Linked DNA regions of Mus musculus: all the other regions are linked to region 1. A link is a contact called in public HiChIP or PLAC-seq data. All regions are on one chromosome and are shown on one strand. Each heading gives the region's core, a stretch centred on a gene start, on an enhancer-like site or on the middle of the called end of the contact. The rest is flanking DNA. Distances are from core to core; before and after follow the strand shown. Region 1 overlaps Mrc1 (mannose receptor, C type 1). Region 2 overlaps Cacnb2 (calcium channel, voltage-dependent, beta 2 subunit). Region 3 overlaps Cacnb2 (calcium channel, voltage-dependent, beta 2 subunit).

What was found. HiChIP or PLAC-seq counts read pairs in DNA pulled down with a chosen protein or histone mark.
Region 2: an HNF4G HiChIP or PLAC-seq map of pancreatic cancer cells shows a contact between it and region 1. The contact joins two enhancer-like sites. A contact is called at or near these places in 1 of 39 promoter capture datasets (the C10 cell line) and 1 of 115 datasets of contacts at active chromatin or transcription factors (pancreatic cancer cells).
Region 3: a contact with region 1 is called in a FOXA1 HiChIP or PLAC-seq map of pancreatic cancer cells. The contact joins two enhancer-like sites. A contact is called at or near these places in 1 of 39 promoter capture datasets (the C10 cell line) and 2 of 115 datasets of contacts at active chromatin or transcription factors (large pre-B cells and pancreatic cancer cells).

The regions. Positions count from the first base shown.
Region 1 is chr2:14,276,860-14,281,329 of GRCm38.p6, reverse strand. Mrc1 (mannose receptor, C type 1) reads right to left here. Exons shown (of 30, transcript NM_008625.2): 11 at 1,346-1,494. Among named protein-coding and RNA genes, the nearest start is that of Mir511, 18 kb to the right of the region's middle. Within about 2 kb of position 1,874, at least 29 of the 459 cell types and tissues checked have an H3K27ac peak or open chromatin away from gene starts, as enhancers often do. A contact at or near this core is called in pancreatic cancer cells, where this site is marked.
Region 2 is chr2:14,618,510-14,622,714 of GRCm38.p6, reverse strand. All of the region lies in intron 2 of Cacnb2 (calcium channel, voltage-dependent, beta 2 subunit), which reads right to left. Among named protein-coding and RNA genes, the nearest start is that of Gm32741, 16 kb to the right of the region's middle. Within about 2 kb of position 2,029, at least 31 of the 459 cell types and tissues checked have an H3K27ac peak or open chromatin away from gene starts, as enhancers often do. A contact at or near this core is called in pancreatic cancer cells, where this site is marked.
Region 3 is chr2:14,662,585-14,666,848 of GRCm38.p6, reverse strand. The region is part of intron 2 of Cacnb2 (calcium channel, voltage-dependent, beta 2 subunit); the gene reads right to left. Among named protein-coding and RNA genes, the nearest start is that of Gm32741, 60 kb to the right of the region's middle. Within about 2 kb of position 2,203, at least 2 of the 459 cell types and tissues checked have an H3K27ac peak or open chromatin away from gene starts, as enhancers often do. A contact at or near this core is called in pancreatic cancer cells, where this site is marked.

The DNA of each region.
Region 1 (4,470 bases), core at 625-3,124:
AGCGCAAAGCTGTGGTGCCAGCACATGGATGGCTAGAGTGGGAGGATCTTGAGTTTAAGCCCAGCCTACATAGTGAGTGCCATAGGGAACTCTAACAGCTACATTGTAGGTTCCAGTCTAACCCTGGACTATACAACAAGAGACTTTGTCTTCAAGACTCTCAGTGGTCACAGCTGAGCTATGGTTCTAGTTTAATGGATTTTTATTCTTGAAGATATTCCAGTGCTCATCACTCAGAATCCTCCTGGTGAGTAAGTAACCAAGGCAAAGTAAAGCTACCCAGTAAGAGCTGTGACTTTCCCCAAAACTGAAACAAACAAAATGAGAATGTGTTCATTTACGTGATCTTGAATCTCACAGTTCCAGTGTTTAATGATTTAATAATCAAATAGCAGGTGTACAAACAGTGTAATCTGAGTGGTGACATCAGTTCCCCACTCAAAGCTGCTCATGCAAATTTGACTAACAGCTGGAGATTAGGATGTATTGAGCCAAGTAGCAAACCCATGCGCTTAAGTGGTTATTCCTCGAATAGCTTAGAATAGAATAGAATTCTTAGAATAGAATTGTGATTCTGGCACACTGATTTGCTTTCTGTAAAGGGTATTGAAGTGTCTGAGAGATGGCATTGTCAGTAATATTATTTGCCAGTAACATCAGTGTATAAAGATAAAGAAGCTCTTAGTGTCTGTTAGAGTCTACTTTGGGTCTCCAGTCAACAAAAGCAATTCAAAAAACCAAAGCAGCTGGTTGGTCCAAAACCAGATTCCTCAGACTAGCTTACTGCCAAGATTAGTATAAGTCTAGGCTTGGGCATCTCTAGTTCTATAAATCCTGAGTTTCAATTTCTACATCTTTTAAAAGAAGATACTTAAATGCCCCCTTGTTATTCTTGGAAAGATAAAATAAAATCCCATGTTTGTAAAGGGTTAATGCAAAAATTGGACTAATGATTCCCCATAAGCGTTTGCATTGGTCCCACCATTCAACGACATCCATATTCATATTCAGCCCCACTGAAAAGTTTTACATCTGCTTTCTATAGGGCCCCGTTTTGTGAAATTAGGCAAATATTCATAACACCTGAGAGCACTTGAAATGTTTCGTTGCTTTAAATATACCAGAACCAAATTACTTAAAAATTTTCTCTTCCTCTTTGCCCCAGAATACTGAAAGCTGGATGGGAGGGCATGGGAGAAGAGAAATGCAAAGATTACTTAAACACAACTGACTCGCATGCTGCATTGGAGAGGTGTCTGCAAGACTGACAGGCTCTGCTGGAAAGAATGAGGGAATGCCCTGAGCATAGACCCCTAGACCTGCCCTGAGCACAGCTCCCGCATACCTGGCATGTCGGCATTCCAGTGTGTAAACTGCACCTGCTCGTCCACAGTCCACCGAAACGTCCCTTTGTTTTGAACATCTGAGAGTCCTGTCCAAAAATATTTTTCAGGCCTCAATCCAACCAAACTAGTCAGGAATGCTTGTTCATATCTTTAAAAGAATTAAAGTAACTAAACTTTAGAAACATTTATGCAAATTTCTTAAATTATCAACATGAAAATTATTTCAGTTTTATACCCGAGATATTGTTTCATTGATAAATTCAAATATTGCTTTACTCTTCTGTAGCCATTTCCTCTGGATTCTAACATTCTCTCTTAAAGACAGAACATATGTCATAGATCCAGGAAGCTAAAGAACTTAGAAAGCTCAGGAGGTTTATGAAAGTTACAAGACTCACAGGGCCTCTTCCTGGGATTATAGAAGCAATAAATAATTGCTAGGGAGACAAGACTCTTCTACAGAGCTACGTGTAAATTGCTCAGGGCGTGTCAGGGATGCAGCCTTCATGAATCATCACCCATGCTGAAGTGGGCTTTCCAGTGAGGGAGCTGCCAATAAATCACTCATATCCACATATGTAACCTTTGCTCACACTCCTGTAAGTTACCCTGTAAACTCCCTGATTCCCCAAGCTGGACCTGGGGGGAATCATTTCCTTTATGATCTGGCATGAATAAACATTTCATAACTTCCCACAAAGAGTCACACAGGAGTCATAGCTTTATATCGTTTACATTATAATAGTCTTCACTAAGGAAAAGTAAGTTTATGAAGTTAAACTACCATCTATCTGAGTGGATTGATCCATTCAGACATTGTTCTCTCATTCTCATATTGGCCTCTCTAGCCTTCACAAAATTTAAGAGAACTTTGAAAATACAAAGAAGAAAACTACAGCAGTTGGAAAAATTATTTGAAATGACCAGACCACTTTTTACACAGGTCAAATGCCCTGCTCAATTCTTGATTACAGATGATAGGGTTATCAAGGAGAATCACGAATTGGGACCATCTTGTTTCTTTCCCTTTCTGATGATAGGCTATAGATCTGTCTTAGCTTAAAAAAAAAAAAAAAAAAAAAAACACTTGAAATAATGAAGGCAACTTGGGCGGAAATGTCTCAGAAAAATAGGCACTGCATTTTCAGGAACATCAAGAGCCAGGGAGAACAAAGAGGACTGTGGGCCCTGATAAAAATGGCAGATGTTATATTTAACCATAGTCCGAATAATTCCAGATGCCTAAAAAGAGCAATCAAAACACTATAAGTACAATTTACTTTCTAAAACATGAAAAGGAAATTTAATGACAGTTAAATACAAAGAGCTAAATACAAATAGCTCAGAGAACACGAGAACACATGAAGAGTAATTCTCTTCTTGTATACGATTCTTTAACCAATCAATCACAAATGTATATCCATGGTATTTAAGCAATTCATCTGCTCTGTCTTGAGAGAATACATATCTGTGTTCTAGTAGTTAGATGTTTATATTAGCATGTCATTGCTGGGAGAGGAAGATGCAGTTTGAAACACAATCCTCTGATATCTATTTTTATCACAGGATTTTTAGTATCAGCAGGACTCTGTGGGTTTTGAGTCTGCCCTGAAGCAATAAAATGTCAGTGACTTTTGAATTTTTTTTAAGTTTTTTGAATGTATAAGCCAAGCTTTGAGAAGAGTAAGAAAGAAAATAAAACAAAGAAGTAAGTAAACCTCAAAGATGAATGAAACCTCAGAGCTTAAAGTTCAAATTTAAAACCCTCTACTTTCTGTTTGATTTTCTTAGCCTATCATTCTATTAGCCAAGCCAACAAAGCTTAGTTGATTACTTAATTAGTTAACTAAGATAAAAGAATAGAAAGAATGAGTAGAATATTTGCAGATAATACAGTCTACATTTGGGAAGTTGGGATCATAATTTTGGGCCTCTGACCTGCCTTCCTTAGTAATAAGTGATAAGACCCATCCTATCAATCCCAGGGATCTATGTGCCACACCCTGGAGGGAGAAAGGCTGTAAGCCCTGAGAGGCACAGAAGAATCTTGGCACCTGCTGTGTTTCCTTGCTTAGTCTATTAGCCAGTATTCTCAAGTAATAGAGTTTCTCAACAGCTCACAAAGTGTTCCACATGGCTGAGCTGGTGGGGATTCCTGGATGGTGCAGGTCAGTAGAAAAGATGGAATTTCCACTACCTTGTCTTCCACTTCACCCTGTTTGTCTCTTCACCTGCATCCTTATATAACGCTCGATCTCTCTGTCTCTCTGTCTCTGTCTGTGTCTCTGTCTCTCTCTCTTTCTCTCTCTCTCTCTCTCTGCATCTGTGTGTGTGTGTGTGTGTGTGTGTGTGTGTGTGTGTGTGTGTGTGTGTGTGTGTGTGTGTGTTTCACATATGAAAACCAGAGATCAATGTTGGGTATCTTCCTTAATCTCTCTCCACCTTACATTTTGAGTCTGGGTCTCTCACTGAACCTAGAGCTTACCAGTTCATCCAGGCTATCTGGCCAGTAGCCTTAGGGATCCTCCTCTATCTGCCTTCATAGAGCTAGGATGACAGACGTATACTATAATGCCTGGCCTTTTACCTGGGGGCTAGGGATCCAATCTCAGGTCCTCATGCTTCTGTGACAAGCACTATATTCACTGAGCCCTCTCACCTGACCCTCTCCTTTTGACATCCCCTAAGTGAATCAGGAAATGTCAGTGCTTCCCAGAGTTCTCTGAGTTGTTCAAGCAAATGAAGGGAGCCTAGCATAGGGTTGTAGGAATGTATTTCTATAGCTGGCCCTTCAGAAATGCAGGCAACACAGCTTAGCGCTTGCAACTGGACCTGACATGAGTCAAGTACAACCTCCAGAGGACCAAACCCTGCCTGTGGGATCTGACACTGCTGCCAAACAGATAACAGAAGAACTGAATTAAGTTCAGGGATCCTAGGGTGGAGTCACTGAAAAATTGCTTGCTGGGTGCTAGGGGAAGCCTTGACACCTTAGAGATTAGAGAACTGATTTGAGCTGTGAGTTTGCATTAGGAAAACAGATATGTGAGCTGGTCTTTCCTTGGAGTGATTCTCCTTTGCTCCTCTTTTTCACAGAGTGAGTGCTAAGAGAACAAAATGGGGT
Region 2 (4,205 bases), core at 780-3,279, 340 kb before region 1:
GCAAAACAAAACTGAAAAATAGACTGTGTGTCTTTGTGATTAATCATTTATATTTAAAGCCAATCTGAATAAATATAAAAGATCCAGAGAAGCAGAACGAAGAACACTGGTACTAGGAGGAAGTGGAATTTGTTTAGAATACCATGTTCTGAAAGTGTCCTGCAACCTTCTGTTAAATATTTGCTTCATTCTACGTTGTCACTCTGATGTGCTTTCTGGAAGCCCTTAGAAGCTACAGGGTTACTGAATTACAACCACAACACATGTTGGTAAGACAGAATCCCAGATGAGTGTCTGGGTCCTACCCTGCCAACCACAGTGAATATTGGTCCTTGAAAATTCCAGAAAAAAAAAAAAGAGTGAATTCATAAGACTCAATTTCTAACACAATAAACACAAGTCAGCACAACTCCAGGACATATAAGAGTTATCAGGACAAACAGTTACTGAGTCTTGGCCAAGCATGACAGGAACCTATAGCTGAGCTTGCATGGCAGAGTACCTGGATTGAAAAAGTGGCTTTAGTATGTGTTGAAACAAATCAGATCTAGCAAGTGGTCTCTTGAGCATTTGGTGTGCATCTTAAGAAGACTTCATCAATGCAAGCTGCAAGACCAAGTGTCTTTAGGGGAAAAAATGGAGAAAGAAAGGAAGGGAAACAGGAAGAGAATAGGAGAAATACAGAAAGCAGGAGGAGAGAGAGAGAGAGAGAGAGAGAGAGAGAGAGAGAGAGAGAGAGAGAGAGAGAGAGAGGAAGGGAGGGGGAGAAAGGAGGAAGGGATAAAAGAGGGACAGAGAAGGGAAGGATGAATGAGAAGAGGAGGGAGATGGTGTAGAGGAAGGGAGGGAGGCAGACACAAAAACAAACTCTGTAAAATAAAATGGTCTGTTCCACTCCGTACAGCTGGTTTAATTTCAATGACCACACTTACCTGCAGATGTGCATAGTTCTCCTTAACCTCGGAAATATCAAAGAATTTCCACTGTCACTGGAAGAGACCAACACAAATGTTCTATCCTTCGATGTCAGTTAGGCTCAGCTGTTATTTCTAGTCTAGCTGGCTTTTTTTTTTTTTTAATTGCTTTTGGTTTTTTGTTTTTCATTTTTCTTTCAGTAAAGTAATTTACCCCACTTAGTTTCTGGTGTTAAAAGAAATGTTTTCTTTCTAGACAATTGGCCCTTGGAGATTTTATCTTCTTTCTCTGGGTTTGTAAGAAAACTTGGTTCATGTAATAAGAACTAATGAAAAATAGAGACCTGTTATCCATACATGTATCCCAAACCCAGCCAAAGAGCACATAGCTTGTATCGGCACAAAGACAACCTTGGTACCTACAATTATCTTAACAGTACAAGACAACAGTGCTTTGTTTGTTCAATCCCTTTTAGTACATAAGCAATCTGAACAGTACTCATTGATTTCACATTCAGTATCTACAAGTCATGGGTAGCACTTTTTGCCCTTTAATCCATTAAAATTGAAGTATTTGTTCTACTTACAAAACCAAGGCCCCAGCAGACTATAAACTATTTCTGAAGTAGCCTCACATAAAACGAGGTGTAATGTTTGCCCAGCCTCACCCAGATTCATGACCTGGATGATTCCTGGGACCACGTCAGCCACAGCCAGCCCTCCAAACAGACCAGTACAGGCTACAGATGATTCACAGTCAAGTTCATTTCTGTTTACTTAACACAGGATGGAAGCTTCCAGAATTCTAAAATTCTAAAATTCGTATGCTCCTGCGGATTCTTGGAAAGAAGGAAAGAAACAAACACTCTTCCAACTATGTCTGTCCTTCTCATTACCAACAGGGACACTAAACTGTGACACAAACTGAGAACTCAGGCAACTTCTAAAGGAAGAACTAAAGGAATGCTGGCATTGAGGAAGTCATGAAGCCAGGCTGAGGAGACTGCTCAGTGAGAGAGAATGTCCATAACTTAGGCGTGAGGGCCTGAGCATCAGCACTGTTGTTAATAGCTGGTTGTGGTTGCATACATTATGACAATGTCAACACTGTGTGGGGTAGAGATAGGAGGATTACTGAGGGGTTGCTGGCCACAAGCCTAGGTCCAGGTTTAGTGAGAGGATTAAGGTTGAGATATAGACCAGGACTCTCAACATCCTCTTTTGGCCTGGCCTTCACACACACACACACACACACACACACACACACACACACACACACACACACTACAATCATAACACCCAGTGAAACTTTAAAACAATAAGACTATTCTCTTTTCTTCCCTAAAGAGACTTCAGAGTAGAGAGTAGCTTAGTGTTTTCAAATTTTGATGTAAAGTGTGCTCGGGATCATGTGCAGGAGACACTCTGTTCCGCCAGCTGGTGGCGCTGCCTTAGGAGGTTATGCAGCCCATGGGACTGACATAGCTAGCACAGGTGACATAGCACAGGTGACATAGCACAGGTGACATAGCACAGGTGAGTCACTGAGGCTGGGCTTGATGGTGTTATCCCTTTCTGGTCTCAGGCAAAGTCCTCGAATCCTCTTATCTTCAAAGACACAAGCAGCCTCTGCCACATTCTCATGCCAGCATCCTGGACCAGCATCCCGTGAAACTGTGACCTAATCCCTTCCTCCCTCAAGTTGCTTCTGTCAGGAATTCTGTTACAACTATGAAGAGACTCATACAGTGTGTTACATACTAAAAACAACAGTATTAATTTTTCTTTATGCTCTCCTCAGCTAAACAAGTTAAACAATTGTGATACATGCTCACTAATCTGTCTTTTTGTAACAAGAGAATATGATGTCACCAATAAAGAAAATAATAATAATCTGGAGTCCGCTGCCTCAATTCAAATCCTCAATCCAATCTCCCTCCTGATGTGACTATATTACTTTATTTCCATGCTTGGGTTTCCTCATTGGTAGGATTGAGCCCTAGACACAGTAACGTTTAATAAATATCAGATGTCAGTACTTCTTCCCAAATGCTTTGTTCTTGTCAATGTTTTAATAAATGTTCAAAATAAACATTGCATTTTAAAGTCATAATAGTGAAAGTTGTCAAGAGTGTTTATTTGCATATTTCCAATTAGCATACAGGTTTTAACTCTTGTAACGCATACAACTAGGTTTTTTTGTTTTTGGTTTGTTTTGGTTTTGGTTTTGGTTTGGTTTGGGTTTTTGTTTTGTTGCTGGTTGGTTTGTTTGTTTGAGGAGGCCTATTTGTAATGTGAACCTGGTGAGATATCAAAAGGCAGAGTCATTGAGAGGTGGGTATGACCTAAATATATTGTATTCATGTGTGAAATTACCAGGGAATAAACAAGCAAACTAACAAACAAACCTAGTTATTCATTCAAAGGCCAACTAGAAATGGCAGCACTCAGTCTCGGCAGATAACTATCTCATGCTGCTTGGAGGAAACCATTTGGAACACATCTCACAATGCTGTGATTCACTTAACAGAAAAACAGGAAAATCATGCGTTCAGGATCCCGTGCCCAAAGAGCATGTGAAGGTAACACTTTATACAGAACAGAAATGAGACAAAATAAAAACACAATGCGCTTTCTCGCCAATGAACACTTTACAAAACTGCAAGTCAGGACAGGAGTTTTCCTTGAAATGTTTGATGCGGAATATTAACTGGCCTATTTCATCATAACACGCTCATAGAGAAAGAATGGAGAACCTAGAGTAACCTTTATTTCAATATCATCTCATGTGAAAGCCCACTGAGGTTGGTAATACACAGCCAACAAGCCTGTGGGCAAAGGCCCCTTCAGGACACAACACTAGGCCCAGCTCTAGCATGAAACTGACATCCTAGAGAGAAAGACTTTTCAACAGGGCTGGGCATGCGTCATCCTTAATATCCCTGAAATATCACTGACGTCAAATAGGCTCCCAAGGTCAGAAAGATGGGAGCTCAGGCATGGGGCTGAAGTTGCTGGAATTTCACCTCAAAGCCTAAAGCAGAAACTTACTTGTAGGCATTCATTTTCTTAAGAGTAAGGATTATGTTTTAAAATTAAGCTTAGTTAGAAACATACACACGATTAACCTCAGGGAAACGCCATGTCCTTTTATTGCTTAGCCTTTCGCATGCTCTAACAGATCCTAAAACATTTCACCATATACCAATAGCTATAATATAATTTTAATCAAATATAGAGTATATTAGTCATCAAGAGTGATTTTTAATAGACCCTCAGAAGATCTTTCAG
Region 3 (4,264 bases), core at 954-3,453, 390 kb before region 1:
ATTTAAAAGAAAAAAGAAAAAAAATAAAGGCAGATGATAAAAAGAAAGAAAGAAAGAAAGAGAGAGAGAGAGAGAGAGAGAGAGAGAGAGAAAGAAAGAAAGAAAGAAAGAAAGAAAGAAAGAAAGAAAGAAAGAAAGAAAGAAAGAAAGGTAAACATGAGTTACCCTGGACTTCAGTCTTGTTTTGTTTTGTTCAAATTTCACTATGTAACTCAGACTGGCCACAAATTTGGATGGATGTCTCTGTATCCGTATCCCAAGAGGTGGATCCTCTACCCCCTCATTTTCTTACATGCTTTATCACAAATCTACAATAGAAAACTTGAACACCTTTCACCCACATCCACAGGTACCACTGAGTCGAGCCAAGGCCACCTTCTGATATGCTCAGGACCCAGGTCCTCTGATTTTCTTTCTTTCTTTTTTTTTCTTAAAGATTTATTTATTCCAGAAGAGGGCATCAGATCTCGTTATGGATGGTTTTGAGCCACCATGTGGTTGCTGGGATTTGAACTCAGGACCTTTGGAAGAGCAGTCAGTGCTCTTATACCCGCTGAGCCATCTCACCAGCCTGGTCCTCTGATTTTCAATCCAGTGGTTTTGAATTTGGCACTGTGGGGAGTAGATTGCAGGTATTTTTTTTTCTTTGCTTCAATTTTATTTTTAACTTTGATTAGTGAACTTAAACAATAAAATTCAAATAGGCATTTGATGTATGGTAGAGCTGCCCTGGTAGATTTGGGAAGGTAGAAAAGATCATGTGCTCAGTAATTTCAGAGTAATTTATTATCTAAATAGAAAACAAAATTAGATTCCTCTTTCATAGCTCAAAAAAAAAAAAAAGCAAATAATTCAGAAAGCTTTACAAGTAAATTTAGAAGAATGTTTTTATGCCTTTCTATTATTAGGGAACATTTTCTTGCAAGCTGAGAAATGAAAAAGACAGTAGAGGAAAAAAGTTAAAGTTGATAACATTACAATTTAAACTCATACTCAGAAACAGAGTAGCACAAGGTTTGAAGCACAGACAAGGGTTCCTGTGAACAAAACCCACAAAAAAGTATAAAAACAAGTTATAAAAACAGAAGGTGGCTGGGTGTTGGTGGTATATGGTTTTAATCCCAGGACTCAGAGGCAGGGGCAGAAGAATTTGTGTGAGTTCTAGGCCAGCCAGCTCGTTCTATGGAATACGTGCCAGAATAGCCAGAGATACACAGAGAAACCCTGTCTCAAAACAAACAAAAACAATGAAAAAACAAAAAAACCTAAAACAACAAAAAACAGAAGCGAGTTAATCAAACAAAACAATGAAATTCTGGGCTTGGGAGAAGCCTTGGTAAATGGCTTAATCATTAAGTGCTTGCTGCATAATCATTAGCACTTGAATGGATCTGCCCCAGCACCCAGAAAATAAAGCCTCCTTGGTAGTGTGCTCTGAAGGCACAGTGGTGGGAGCCAGGGGTGGAGACACATGGATCCCTCAAGCACATTGAGCAGACAGCTTAGTGAGAAAACCTGCTTCAAACAAAGTAGACAACAGTCCAGGAAGGTACCCTATGCTGATGTCTGACTCCATGTGCAGATTCACACATGTGTACACTGCACATGTGCACAGACCCACATGAACAGGAACACATACTGACCTCTCCAAATCTGTTTGACAACAGAGGACCAAGAGCTCATGTTCTGCTGTCTGGAGTGTAAAGATGCGACACGTATTTGGAAAACAATTTGACACAATCTAATAATTTAAAGCATGCATGCTCTAACAACTCAGCCATTGCACTCAAGGTTATGCCTGAAGCAGAGCTTCCTGTTGGGCAATAAAGGCAAAGGAACTCCAGATGTGACCAAGCGACCCATCTATTCATCCATTTGGGCTTGCATTGTTGGAAGATAAACAGTCTGCTAAAATAACATGTTAAACATATGCAAGAACTCAGGAAAGTTGACAAAGCAGGATCTAGAGAGATTCAGGAGGATATGAAAGAATTCCTGGTAAAGAAAGAAGGAAAGGAAGGAAGGGGGAGGGCGGGAAGAAAGGAGGAAAGAAAGGTAGCAGGAAGGGAAGGAAGATCCGATGTATTTTAATCCCAGTGATAAGAAACGTAACTAACACGCGAGTCATAACTCATACATCCTGATTCCAGTGCTACAGATGCCTCTTCATTTAATGTTCACAACTCTGTAAACACGAGTCTTTACCTCAGTAATGCCCATTTGTACACAAGGGTGCAGCAAGTGGCAAAGACTGAACAATTTGTCCAGAGGTGTGTGGAAGAGATGGCAGATCAATGATCTCACCCACATGCTCTGAGTCTGAAAATTATACCGCTTATCAACTCTAGTGTTCTACTTTACATACTATGCTTAAAAATGTATACTTCACTGGTAGAACACCTGCTAACATTTCTGAAAACCCTAGGTTTGGTCCCTTAGTACTGGTTATAAGTATACGTATGAGTGTTTGTGTATGTATGTAAACATTTGTGTGTATGTGTATGCATATGTTTGTATTATAATTATTTTATTACATTTCAGCTATTTTAAGAGCACATAATTGTTCTCATCTAGATGAAGATGAGATATTGAGTCAGGAGAGAAAGGAATGGTTACTTTTAAATTTTGGAGACTTAATAACAGCATATTGGTCTTACTATACTTGATGCTAACAACAAATCTGGGAAGGAAAGTTGTTGACTATACTGAATTCTCAAACAAGGAAACTGCACGTAAGAAGTGGAACAACCAAGTTTACATGCAACAGCAGAGCCAACACACAACCTGAGCATTTCTGTAACACTCAAGTCCAGATTTATAACTACATATGACTCTTGTTATTGCCTGTAGACATTTACATCCAACAAGAACCCCTGCAAATTCCTACGTTCTATGTGGAAAACATCTTCATATTTGTTTAAGGTGATCATACTGGTGGTGTACAAGTAACAGTATTAGTCAGTATACATGAGGTTGACTCCCATGATGCAAACTTTATAAGTGTGCCTCCCTACCCTCCCTCTCCCCTCTCTCCCTTTCTCCTTTCTTACCTCCCCCTTTCTCTCTCTTTCCATTAAACACAGAATGGCTTAAAACTGAATGCAGTCCCAAACTGGGGTATATTTCACTACAATCTAAAAGCCTGATGCTTGCCCACTAGGTCCCATCCCTGTCCAGATCCCAGTTGGAACCACAGGAATGTAGCATACAGTAGGAGAGCCAATCTGCTTTTAAGCTGAGGGCTATGATGGCCTCTCTTCACAGAGGGGAATCTTTCTCCAATTTTAGCAAAACTCTCCTAAGAAATGAGTTTTGACTCTGACAGCATAAGAAAAATGGCTTGTTTTCCTGTTCATTTCTCATTCCAGACAGACTGAAGAGCTTCTAACCCTCTGTCCATAACAAAACAGTAGCCTCCCATTTGCATATCAAACTAGTTTAGTATTTAAAACGTATTATATTTACTTATTTACATGTCTGTGTATATGTGTGGAGGTCAGAGGACAACTTCAAAACTGGTTGTTCTCCTTCCACTGTATGGATCCCAGGGACTAAACTCAGGTTGTCAGGCTTGGTGGTAGAGGTGAAACATGCAATGGCTCTAAGTAGTTTAGTATTTGAAACTTTAAAAAAAGGTCTGCTTCTCATCCCCTGCCCAGTGCTGTATCCTGAGCAAGGACTTTTTCTGAGCTAGAGACTTATCCCCAAACGAAAGTCATATAAACATTTTTCTTCAGATTATATATTGTGAACCTTGTTACATTTACCAAAGTAATAGTCAGCTTAGAAAGAGATCGAGATTATGTTGCCCTTTAAAAATCTGTTTGAACTATTGCTATAACTTAGTGCTTAACATGTGTGAGCTCCTGGATCCCACTTACACACAGGCATATACACACACACAAACATGCACACACCATGAACAACATCGTTGCCCTAATTAAAGAACAATAAGTTCAAAATATAACATCTGGGCACACTGTATATAAATAAAAGACAGCTAATACACTCAGTTCTTTTTAACCAAGGAAAGTACAAATACTTCAAAGTCAGCAGACACAACATGTTTACTTCATGGCTTCCATCATAGTCTGTGTAGTAAGTTCAAAAGTGATGCTAATGTAGGTATGAGCTTATGAAACCACCAAGCTGATGAAAAGCAAGCAAGCCATCTGGAAAAGCACATGCCTACTCCTATTTCCAGCTATAAAGTCTGAACACAGGCAGAGTTAAGAAAAGACTTTTCTAGAAAACTGAAAAAAAA